2 separate regions of the Mus musculus genome follow, and region 1 is linked to region 2. A link is a contact called in public Micro-C data. All regions are on one chromosome and are shown on one strand. The core of a region is the stretch at or near the end of the contact, and the rest is flanking DNA. Distances in the headings are between cores, read along the strand shown. Region 1 overlaps Myo5a (myosin VA). Region 2 has its middle 43 kb from the start of Gm38678.

Region 1 (5,766 bases), core at 1,158-3,657, 220 kb after region 2:
TACCCGCTGAGCCACCTCTCCAGCCCTCTCATGTAGTTCTGACTGTCTCATTCTGTATCTGAGAATGACTTTGAACTTCTGATCCTCCACTTGTCTCTACTTTCTTTTACATCTAATATTCTTTAAAAGCATGTATTTTGCAATGTGGCACGATGCTTAAGTAGAATCACAATGATTTTAGTATATATTTTGTTTCTGTTTTCTATATGACGACCATTGTGATATCTTTCTAAAAGAAAATCCTTCAGATGAATCTCTAATTATTTCATTGGATAAATTTTTAGAAATGAGCTTTTGAATTTTTTATTTTTATTGGGGTGGGGGGATTGTATATACATGCCTGTGGGTACTCACAAAGTCTAGAAGATGGTCTAGAAGATTCCTCGGAGTTGTAGTTCCAGGCAGTGGTGAGCTGCCCAACATGGGTGCTGGGAACTGAACCTAAATTCTCTGCAAGATCAGCAAGTGCTCCTTACCCCTGAGCCCTCTCTTAAACCCCCATTTTTTTAAACTGAATATAAAAATGTTTAAGTTATTTAAAACATTGTTTCTTTTTTGCCACATGGCGATCAAACCCAGAGCTTTACAAATGATTGACAAGTGCTCTACCCCTGGCTAAGTCACATTATTTTAAAGAGTCTAGTCCAGATCAGTTAGGACTATGTACAATAATTTAGAATACCTAAGACTGTGGTGTATTTTGACCTTTGAGTAATTGATTAGTTTAATGTGAACCAAGCTGAAACAATGTGCCCTGTAGGAGATGATTGATGTCATTTTCTTTCTCATCCTCCTCTCTCAGGAATAGTTCTGGTAGCTATAAATCCCTATGAGCAGCTGCCTATTTATGGAGAAGATATTATTAATGCCTACAGTGGCCAGAACATGGGTGACATGGATCCTCACATCTTCGCAGTAGCTGAAGAGGCTTACAAGCAAATGGCAAGGTTGGTAGGAACGTGTATTGTCATTGCATGGCTCTTGTTAGATAAGATAGTTTTATTCTTTGCTGTGTCATGGATAATTTAAAGAGAAAAGAACTTGTAAATAGTTACAAGTATCTTTGACCAATTTATATCAAAGTGTCTGAACTATTCAATTAAATATTAAAATCTCACATTTATAAACCGATTATATAGTTTGTTTAAAAATTGCCTTTGGAATCTCATCATGTTCTTGTGACTAAGCAAGGACAGATATTGTGTTTTATAGGTGAGAGAGTTAAAGTTTAGTTGTATAGCATTAAATAACTTCCCTAGTGTCACTCAGCACAGTAACAGACAAACTAAAAGGACTAGTAATCTGTATGATAGCAATGAAAAATATAAAACAGAACATCAGTTATTTGTGTATACCTCTGCAGAGTGTGTCTCATATCACCCACAGAGCTTTAACAGTTTGAGGGCAAAGAATGGAAAATAGAGCACTTTCAAGATAAAATTATGCCCTGAATAATAAATGATATCATATAATGTGAAAGGGTGAGTGCACTGGAAAAAAAACAAAACAAAACTAGTTTCTTAGGCTTACAGGGAGGAAATTGGCATAATATGATGTGGGAAATCCTGAAAACAGTCTATAAAATAGAAAATATAAAATAGATGCTGTAGAGGCTTTTATTTTCTCTTTTGCAACCAGTACACATTTTTGGACCAAAGTGTGATAGAATTTTATAATTATTTCAACTAAAGTACCCATAGAAGTCATTATACCCTTTTAATAATAATAGTACTTATAATAAGTACCAGAGTTAACCATGTGCTATCTCCTCACAAGTTGTTGATTAGCTATTTTTGATTTATTAACAAAATTTATCTTCATAACTTTTTGAATTTGTGTTGTTATAAACTGTATTGCAGTTGGTAAAACTGAGGCTTAGGGAAGTTCTATAATTTTTCTAAGGTCTTATCAATAGGAAGATCATTGTTCAAATTCAGTTAGTCAAATATTAGCATATTAAGTATAAAATATTAGCATATTAAGTATAAAATGGCAGTGAATTAGCAGTATATGTTATAGTATGCTCAGTACTACTATAAAACAGTAATGAATATCCAAAGTTTAAAGCTTAATGTTTAGAAAATTCCATCTGTGAATACATTTTCCTTCAGCTGAACAGAATCTACCAGTACTTGATTTTTCTAGTTTCAGAGCATTGCAGTGCAATGCTGGCACCACTCAGGACGGCCTGAGTCACACTAGTCAGTGAGGGAATCCCACGGACTGCTAGACTCTGAATTTGATCTCTGAAAAGTTTTATACTTAAAGAACTTTACAATCCTCAGAAAATACTTCCTTTGGCTCAAAGGGTCAGAGCAAGAGCCTCGTGCATGTAACACAGTCTCAGCCTCAGTGCTGATCTCAAGTCTGAAAGCGTGGTTTTCATCATTGCCGTGGCAACACTCAAATGTCAGGAGATTCAACTGCTTTCCTGGCACTCTCTTTATCCCACATGATATCCCCGTGAGTCAGCCAGTGTCATTTCTTAACTCAAGGTTGTTTGGTTTGGTGTTCCCCCTTTGCCTAGTTTTCTTTTGTAGAAAGCTTGAAATATGTTTCAGTTAGTTAGAATGTTTATCACATATTAATAAGTCTGTACCCATAAAATCTGCTACAGCCACCAGAGTGTGTCTGCTTTGGTTTAGTCGGGAGTCTGCTGCAGAATCACTCCTCCCTCCCTCCCTCCCTCCCTCCCTCCCTCCCTCCCTCCCTCCCTCCCTCCCTCCCTCCCTCTCTCTCTCTCTTTCTTTCTTTCTTTCTTTCTTTCTTTCTTTCTTTCTTTCTTTCTTTTATTTTACCAAATAAACATGCCAGCTTTCCTGGGTGTGAGTCTTGGTGTTTCACATCACCGCTGTTCCTACAGACCCCTCATATCTTTAGAGGAGATATAACTTATCATTATTGACAGAAATTTCTTAATCACAATCCAAACACCAGGCACTGTCCTGGATATGATACAGCAGCAAACCAGACACAAGTTCCACTCAACAAACAAAGCCTGATAAACAATAAAAGTAGCCGGGCAGTGGTGGCACACACCTTTAATCCCAGCACTTGGGAGGCAGAGGCAGGCGGATTTCAGAGTTCGAGGCCAGCCTGGTCTACAAAGTGAGTTCCAAGACAGCCAGGGCTATACAGAGAAACCCTGTCTCAAAAACAAACAAACAAACAAACAAACAAACAAAGAATAAAAGTAAATGAAGCTTATGCTTATCACCTATCAATAGGATCATTGATTAAACTGGTAGTGTTATTGTAGCAATATTAGCTTTCCTGATTTTGACCATTATAAATAGATAAGAACAAAGCTTAACAAATGTTGTGAAGGCTGTGAAAGTACACATGTTTACAACCTATACTCAAAATGTTGCAGAAAATATTAGAATGGGAGAAATAGAGAAACAGAGCAAATGGGCAGCTCCTGGGTGTGAGCGATGCGTAAGCAGGAGTTCATTTTACAGTGTGTGTAGCTTCTACAAGGTTGAAATCCTATTACAGTAACTTTATGGCAACAAAACAGAGCAAGCAAGCAAGCAAGCATAGAACTCTGGAGATGAAACAGGTAGGAGGCTATTCAATGATTTGAATGAGGAACAGAGACTTAGTTGAAAGTATTAGAGAAGATGTTGAGTAGGGAATAGATTTAAGATGGGACTGGGAACGTGATGCAGGGTAAGAAAGAAGCGAGAGTTAGGATGACCACAAGGATTTGTTCTGAGAGATAGAAGGTTGGCAGTTTCCTTTCTAGAGATGAGGTTTCCTTTGTTCTATAGGAAGAGCAGGTTGTGTGGATGTGGTGGGGGTTAAAGTGATGGGCTTACATCTTGGTTTATTGACTTATTTATGTTTATGAGTATTTTATCTGCATGTATGAATGTGCACCAAGTTGGTGTAGTGCCTGAAGAAGCCAGAAAGGAGCCTAGTGGCAAGTAGCTTTAGCTGTTAGGCCATTATGATAGCCCAGTTTTAGTTAGAAATGTCTATGCCCCATCTCCATTCTAAACATGCTCCTTAGAGGACAGTGCTCTCGTGGAATACTGCACCCTCTTACATTTAATGAGCCTGTTGACTTCTAGAGGAGAAAGGGCAAATGGAGTTTGAGGTCTGTCTTTCTGCTTGTATTCCTTCTCTCACATTCTTACTTGTCCTTTTTCACACTAAACCTGACTGATTTTTTTCACTCTGTCTGTGTGTGTACATGTGTGTGCATGTATGTGCATGTGTGTTTGTGAGTGTGTGTGCACACAGAGGAAAACATGTGGGAGTCAATTCTTTCTCCATCATCTGAGTCTTAAGTATGGACTTAGTTCCAAGCCAAGTGACTGCCTGCTGAGCCGTCTCACTGGCTCCCTGATTGTTTTCCTTCACCAAAGTCACAGAATTATTTTCATTAAACCACCAAGATTTAGTTTTGTTTCCTTATAGTCATTTGTTGTAATATTATCTTAATTTTATGTATTTCCTGTCCTGTGTGAGTCACAGGGCAATGTTCCTAAGTTTTACTTACAGCTTTGATTTTTTTTTTTTATTTAAAAAGTTAGTACTGTGTAGTTAACCTTGGTTTAGTTTAAAAAAAAATACTGTGTGTTCTAATTGCGTCTCCCCCAATTAACCATAGAACTTAAAACTTAGGATCTCCATGGATTTCACTTTTATCAACTGTAAGATGGACCAGTTTCACAAGTGGCCTAACTTGACCTTACAATGTTCTGTGAAATGTATTTGTTGTCTTTATGTTTGATTAGATCAATGAATGGGCCTTTTTCTTCCTAGTGAAGGACAGAGCATGCATGCTAAGAAGTGACATAGCAAAGCAAGAGGAGCCTACCATAGACCTCCCCGTACCCCTCGAGTTAGGGGTGTATGCTATAACAACTCACTGTCTTGGCATACTAGTCACCAACCTTAAGCAAACTAACTTTGGTTGTTTTCTGCAAAGAGGAAAAGAGTGTCTGTCCCTATTATTCCAGTTATTAAATTATATTGGCTAATAAGTACAGAAACACTTTGAAAAATATTAAGTCGAATCTGATACAAGCTCTCACCTTCATCATTGTGAAGCATCATCTCTGCACTCTCCTTCCAGCCATTTAGGTGTGTCATCCGGTTTTATTACTTCTGACTTTATTTATTACCAGGCCTTTCTTAGCCACCCTTCTTTCATTTAGTTATGTGGTTTCTGAATGCTCTAGTATCCTGACGTCCGTTGGCTAAGTAGAAAATGACTCTTATGGATGGTGAAATCTCTTCTGTTAACAACTGTGACTCAGGTAGCATGTAGTGCCAAGTATCCTACTTATATAACAGGCTTGGTGTAATGCCTGCTACCTTATAAGGCTGATTGAACAGATGCTTTGTGACCTCCAGGCAGTATATGCTAAGTCAGGTTTGGTACCGTGTGTGTATGCCCTGTGCTATAGTTTGAATATACAATGGTTCCAAAGGTTTGTGTGCAGAAGACTTGGTAGTGTTATCGAGAGACAGAACAGGTGCACTAACTTCTCCAAGGACTTAGTCCATTGATGAGTTCCAAGCTGAGTAAGCCATTAGGAAATGCAACCATTAGAAGGAAAGAAGCTGCTGGGAATATGTCAGGGTTTCTCTTATCCATTCCACCTTCTCAGCTTTGTCTGCTTCCTGTCTGCATGAGGTGAGCAGCTTTGCTTTTACTCTATGTTCCTTGCTGTGACTCACCAAGGTCCAGAAACAAGAGACCCAAGTGAACATGGCCTGTAATGTAAATTAAGTCTCTCCTCCCTATGTCAG
Region 2 (5,298 bases), core at 1,896-4,395:
TGCCCAGCCAACCTTGTTCTTTCCCTTCATGGAAGTGGAAGGGCGATGGTGCCGAAATGTAAGCCCAAAGTCTCTGCTATGTCCCAAGCTTCTCCCAGAGTGACCTCCATCACCAAGCCTCAAACCAAACAAACAGAAACGGAAACCTATTTAAAGACATCCTTTCTGCCACTCCTAATCCACAGCCTGCTGCTAACTGGTGGAGGGGCATCCCTGCCTGCTCCCAGAGCAACACTGGAATACCCAGCTATTTCTCACCTGCTTCCTAGCAGTGTGGGACACCCAGTCCTCTCTGAGTGAACAGAACCCAGACGGTCTGCGGCTCAAACGTAGGAGATGTGAGGGTAGATTGGGGATTTCTTTTCGCTTGTATTGGTTTTGTTTGAGGCAGTCTCACTATGGAAGCTAAGATGGAACTTAACTAGGCAGCCCGAGATGGCTTCCAATTTTGCCTCTTCCTGCCTGAGCCTCACAGTGAGTGCTAGGATTTCAGGTGTGCTCTACCTCAGCCAAGCACAGATGAGCTTTTTGGAGTTGACTTCATCCGTAGTTTCTTGGTTCCTGTTGAGAACATCCAAGGCCACTGTCTGTGAATCTCAAGGTTTATTCCAAACTGCACAATCCAAGAAGTCAAGGCCAAGTTTATACATTCTCCCTCCTGAGGCTCTCCGGAGGGGTTAAAGGCATAGCTCTGAGGTCTGTGTGGCTGGAGGAACTAAAGACTCTAGAGAGAGACTTCAACTGCCCTCCCACCCTCGGGTGAGTCCTCTGATAATATTAACACAGAGCTTCCTGCTACCTCTGAAGTGGGTCCCTGAACTTGGGAGGCCTGGAACACATGATGCAAACAAGGGTGTGCCTGTCTCTTGCTGCAGAGTGCCTTGCCATAGCTCCGGTGAGTGTGAGAGGATGTGGGTCAGAGGCCTCTCCAGACTGTGGTGCAAGAAGCCTCCTGTAACACAGGTCCTGCCTACACTAGCCAGCCGACTGAGCAGAACTCAGCCACTCACAGAGGCAGCACAGGAGAGCTGTGTGTGTGTGTGTGTGTGTGTGTGTGTGTGTGTGTCCGTCCACAAACACTTTAGTTTGCTCTTCTTTTCTCCCCATGAATCTGGCCCCACTTGTGACTATTAACACCTGCTTTCAGGTCGCCAGAACAAGAATAAAACTGCAGCACAGCCACGCGTACCCTGGTCTTGTCGCCTTCCTTTTAAAGGCTGAAAATTCCAGGGAAAGGGAGAGAAAGTTGGTTTTTAAACTCGGTTCACATTTTAAAAAATAAAAATAAAAACACGTTTCTGGAGTCGAAATAACATCTTTCATAGTTAACCAAATTAACTTGTGCATTTATATCCTCGATACTATATAATTTGCAGTAAATGTTAAAATTTCCCAAATTGTCCCTAAAAATGCTCTTTATAGTGAGATTGTGGGAAGTAGTATCCAGTATAAGACCATACAATGTGCCTGCTTTTTATAGACCTGAAACCTTCATGTCTTTCTCAAGCCACTAAACTCCTCTTAGTCATGTTCTGACTCCTTGAAGACGGGGTCACCTGTCCCAAAGGATGCCAGGTCACTTGGTTGTGTCCAGCACTTTTTCTACTGATTTTCTGCAAGCTGGAAGTTGTATCTCCGTATCCAGATTAAATATTCTGAGGTGTTAGGATTTTAAGCTTTTAGACAGGATCTTATTACCCCACGCTGGGGAAACTCACCATACAGCCAAGGTTGAACTTGAATGTCTGATCCTCCTGCCTCCACCTCCTGAGAGCTAGGATTACAGGTGTGCTTGTTACTCCTGGTTTCTAGTGACGAAGCCTCATCCTCAGCCACTCTAAGAAAAAGTGCTACACAGAAGAGTTGACTTCTGTAAATGATGAACACCTAAGTCACATAGAGTGTCACGCATGCATATACTGCTCAGTGAGACTACATTCATCTTCCTCCTGGGAAACACAGATCCCACTCTGTGTCACACAGAGAGGGGGCTACTTGTAACTGTGTGTAGAATATGGCAATTTGGGAGAAATCTATACAAAAGCTACCAGGATATTTAAAGCCATCACCAAGTGTCCTCCTGCTTTTTCTTTGACTCAGCTCTCTCTCTTTCTCTCTCTGTGTGTGTGTGTGTGTGTGTGTGTGTGTGTGTGTATGTGTGTCATGCCTGCTTGCCTGTCTGCCTGCCTGTCAGTCTGTTGTGTATGTGTGTCCATCTACTTGTGTCTGCTTATATCTATGTGTCTGTGTGTGTATCTATATCTGCCTACTTACCTGTCTGTCAGTCTGTTTGTGTGTGTGTGACTATCTACTTATGTGTGTGTCTGCCTACTTGTGTCTATGTTTCTGTCTTCTTGGAACTGCTTGTGTGTATGTGTGTGTCTGTATGTGTGTGTCTGTGTAGATATTTGTGTGTCTGTCTGCTTGTGTGTCTCTGTGTGTACCTGCTTGTGTGTGTGTATTTGTCTGTGTGTGTCTGCTTTTGTGTGTGTATTTGTCTGTGTGTGTCTGCTTTTGTGTGTGTGTCTGCTTGAGTGTCTCTGTGTGTGTGTGTGTGTGTGTGTGTATTTGTGTATGTGTGCCTGTGTTAGGAGGTGTGCTCATGAACCTTTTTTTTTTTTTTTTTAGTACTGGAGATTGAAACACATGCTAAGATACTAGTCTGCTGTGAGCTACAGCCCCAGCCTTAGGGTCTACTTTTTGACCCTCAGCCTTAACTCTACTCTTAGTATGCTCCTGGGCCAACCTTTCTGGTGACCACAAACCTGTGACAGATCCAGATGGGAGAGAACAAAGATAGGTGAGGCCGGATTCTCCAGGTCTTCAACAGCTATGAATGCCTTTCCTCTTTGGGTGGTGCTGGGGACAAAACCCAGGACCGTGTACACGCTGAGCACACGCTCTGCCACTGAGCCACACACATGGCCTCAATAGCCTCTAATTGAACCTGAAGCTTATTATGAACCCAGTTGGAAACATTTGCCCAGGTTTTAGGGAGCAAACACTCTGTTCTGTGAGCTTGTATCTAATACACATCACCTTAGTGACCTGCTCACGCCACCGAAGCTCAGCACCTTGGAATACAAAGGCTGGAAACCCCCTTTGTTTTCCAGTGTGTGGGGCACGAGCCTCTGACTCATCCTGGAGCCCAGCCAGCCTCTGAGTGCTGCAGGGTGAGCAGGGAACCGGGCAATGCCGGAGTCCCCAAGCACAAGGATCTTCCGACCAAACGAAGCTTCGAAAGCAAACAAATAAATAAAGGGGGTGGAGGCAGGTGCAGGGACACTTGGGACGTACTCACGTCAGCTAAAAGGCAAGGGCAATGCCAGCGGGCGGGCGGGCAGGCGCTGTGCGTGTGCCTGAACGCCTGTAGAACATCTTTGCTTGTGACCTTGGGGGTGACTGTGAGCAAGGTGCTTGTCCTGCCAGCATGAGGACCTGCGTTTGGATCTCTCACAAAAAGCCAACGAGGTGGCCCATGCGTATAAATCCCAGGGCTGGCCAAGCAGAAAGAGTAGGCTCTTTGGGGGCTTGCTTGCTAACCACCTACTTCAGCCTATCCGTGAGCTCCAGGTTTGGTGAACAGCCTCGTCTCAAAGAATCCGCCGAAAGGGCTGGAGAGATGGCTCAGGAGTTAAGAGCACTTGCTGGTCTTCCAAAGGGGTTCAGTTTCTTTCCCCCACATCTGGGTGCTCACAACCTCCTGTGGCTCCAGCTTCAGAGGGTTCGGTGCCCTCTCCTGGCCTCTAAAATTGCTACACCTCTGTCTCTCTGTCTCTCTCTCTTTCTCTCTGACTCACTCTCTCTCTCTCTCTCTCTCTCTCTCTCTGTGTGTGTGTGTGTGTGTGTGTGTGTGTGTGTGTGTGTGTGTGTGTGTGTGTGTTTTAGGAAATGGTCTCTTCTCAACCAAGCTGGCCTTGAACTCACTAACTGACCAAGAATGGCATTGACCTTCCTGCCTTCACCTCTAGAGACTAAACCCGAGGTTTTGTGCAAGCTGGCAAATACTCTACCAATTGAGCTATTATATCCTCAGCCCCCTGGGAGTCCTGGAGATACTTCCTTTAACTTGTTTCTGACACAGAAGTAGAGTTGGGGCAGCTAACCTCATTCATGTCCCTGTAGGAAAGGAACAGGAAAGTTACCTCCATATCAGCTGCCTCAGCTCGATGAGGAAGAGATACCAGATATATATAGGCCTATTACCAAAAACCAGAATGGCAGGTCAGCTATTTAGGGCTTCTTAAGGTGTGCATTAGTCATAAGGCTGGCTGGCACGTGTCTGGGACAAACCAATTCAACAGGAAATTGATCCCATTGCAGTACAATGGGCGTATTCGGAAGCAGGTGTACTACACACAAATGATCTCTGGAAATTGGGGGAGGGTGGTTTTTCTTCCCAAGGCAGAGTGAAGAATCGGGGCAGGGTGGCACAAGCCTATAATCCTAGCATTTAGGAGATGGAGGCAGGAGGACCAGGAATTCAAGGCCAGTCTTGGCTACATAGTGAACTGGAGGCCAGCCTGGCCTACATGAGACCTTGTCTCAAAAAACAGAGAGTGTTGGTCCAGAGACATGGCTCAGTGGTTAAGAGCACTCACTGGCTGCTCTTCTAGAGGTCCTGAGTTCAATTCCCAGCAACCACATGGTAGCTCACAACCATCTGTAATGGGATCTGATGCCCTCTTCTGGTGTGTCTGAAGACAGCTACGGTGTACTCACATACATAAAATAAATAAATCTAAAAACAAACAAACCACAGAAAGTGAAAGAATAATGACTTAACATTGTCTTTTTCCTTTGAGACAGGGTCTCACTGTGTTGCCTAGGCTGGCCTTGAACTCCTGAACTAAGATGCTCTTCCCAGCCCTAGCCTCCAGAGTAGCTGGGATTGTAGGTGTGACCCACCACCCTCAGATTTGGTACAAAAATATCAAGCAAGTATGCTATCTCCACAAACCTCCCTCAGCCTGTGTGCGGGACTAGGACATCATGCTAGTTTCTTCCCAGTTAGTGGTCATTGTATTTACCCTTAAGAGAAAAGCAGGGAATGGCTTTGGTTCAAAAGAAATAATCATAAAACTAATTCTGATTACAACATGATATGACCTTTTAACTCGCAGTGCTCTCTTTCTCTCCCTCTCTCTCTCTCTCTCTCTCTCTCTCTGTGTGTGTGTGTGTGTGTGTGTGTGTGTGTGTGTGTGTGTGGCATGCAGATGCCAACAGAGACCAGAAGAGATCATTGGATCCCCTGGAGCTGGAGTTAACATGGCTGTGAGCCATGTGGCTTGGGTGTTG

Evidence for each region. A called contact is a pair of places that touch in the nucleus more often than the background predicts.
Region 1: a contact with region 2 is called in a Micro-C map of granulosa cells, with 2.0 times the contacts expected there. The contact joins two enhancer-like sites. A contact is called at or near these places in 6 of 484 Hi-C or Micro-C datasets (adipose-derived mesenchymal stem cells, bone marrow-derived dendritic cells, cortical neurons and 3 more).

The regions. Positions count from the first base shown.
Region 1 is chr9:75,122,109-75,127,874 of GRCm38.p6, forward strand. Myo5a (myosin VA) reads left to right here. Exons shown (of 41, transcript NM_010864.2): 4 at 803-947. Among named protein-coding and RNA genes, the nearest start is that of Myo5a, 54 kb to the left of the region's middle. Within about 2 kb of position 2,408, at least 73 of the 459 cell types and tissues checked have an H3K27ac peak or open chromatin away from gene starts, as enhancers often do. A contact at or near this core is called in granulosa cells, where this site is marked.
Region 2 is chr9:74,906,281-74,911,578 of GRCm38.p6, forward strand. No RefSeq gene overlaps it. Among named protein-coding and RNA genes, the nearest start is that of Gm38678, 43 kb to the left of the region's middle. Within about 2 kb of position 3,146, at least 81 of the 459 cell types and tissues checked have an H3K27ac peak or open chromatin away from gene starts, as enhancers often do. A contact at or near this core is called in granulosa cells, where this site is marked.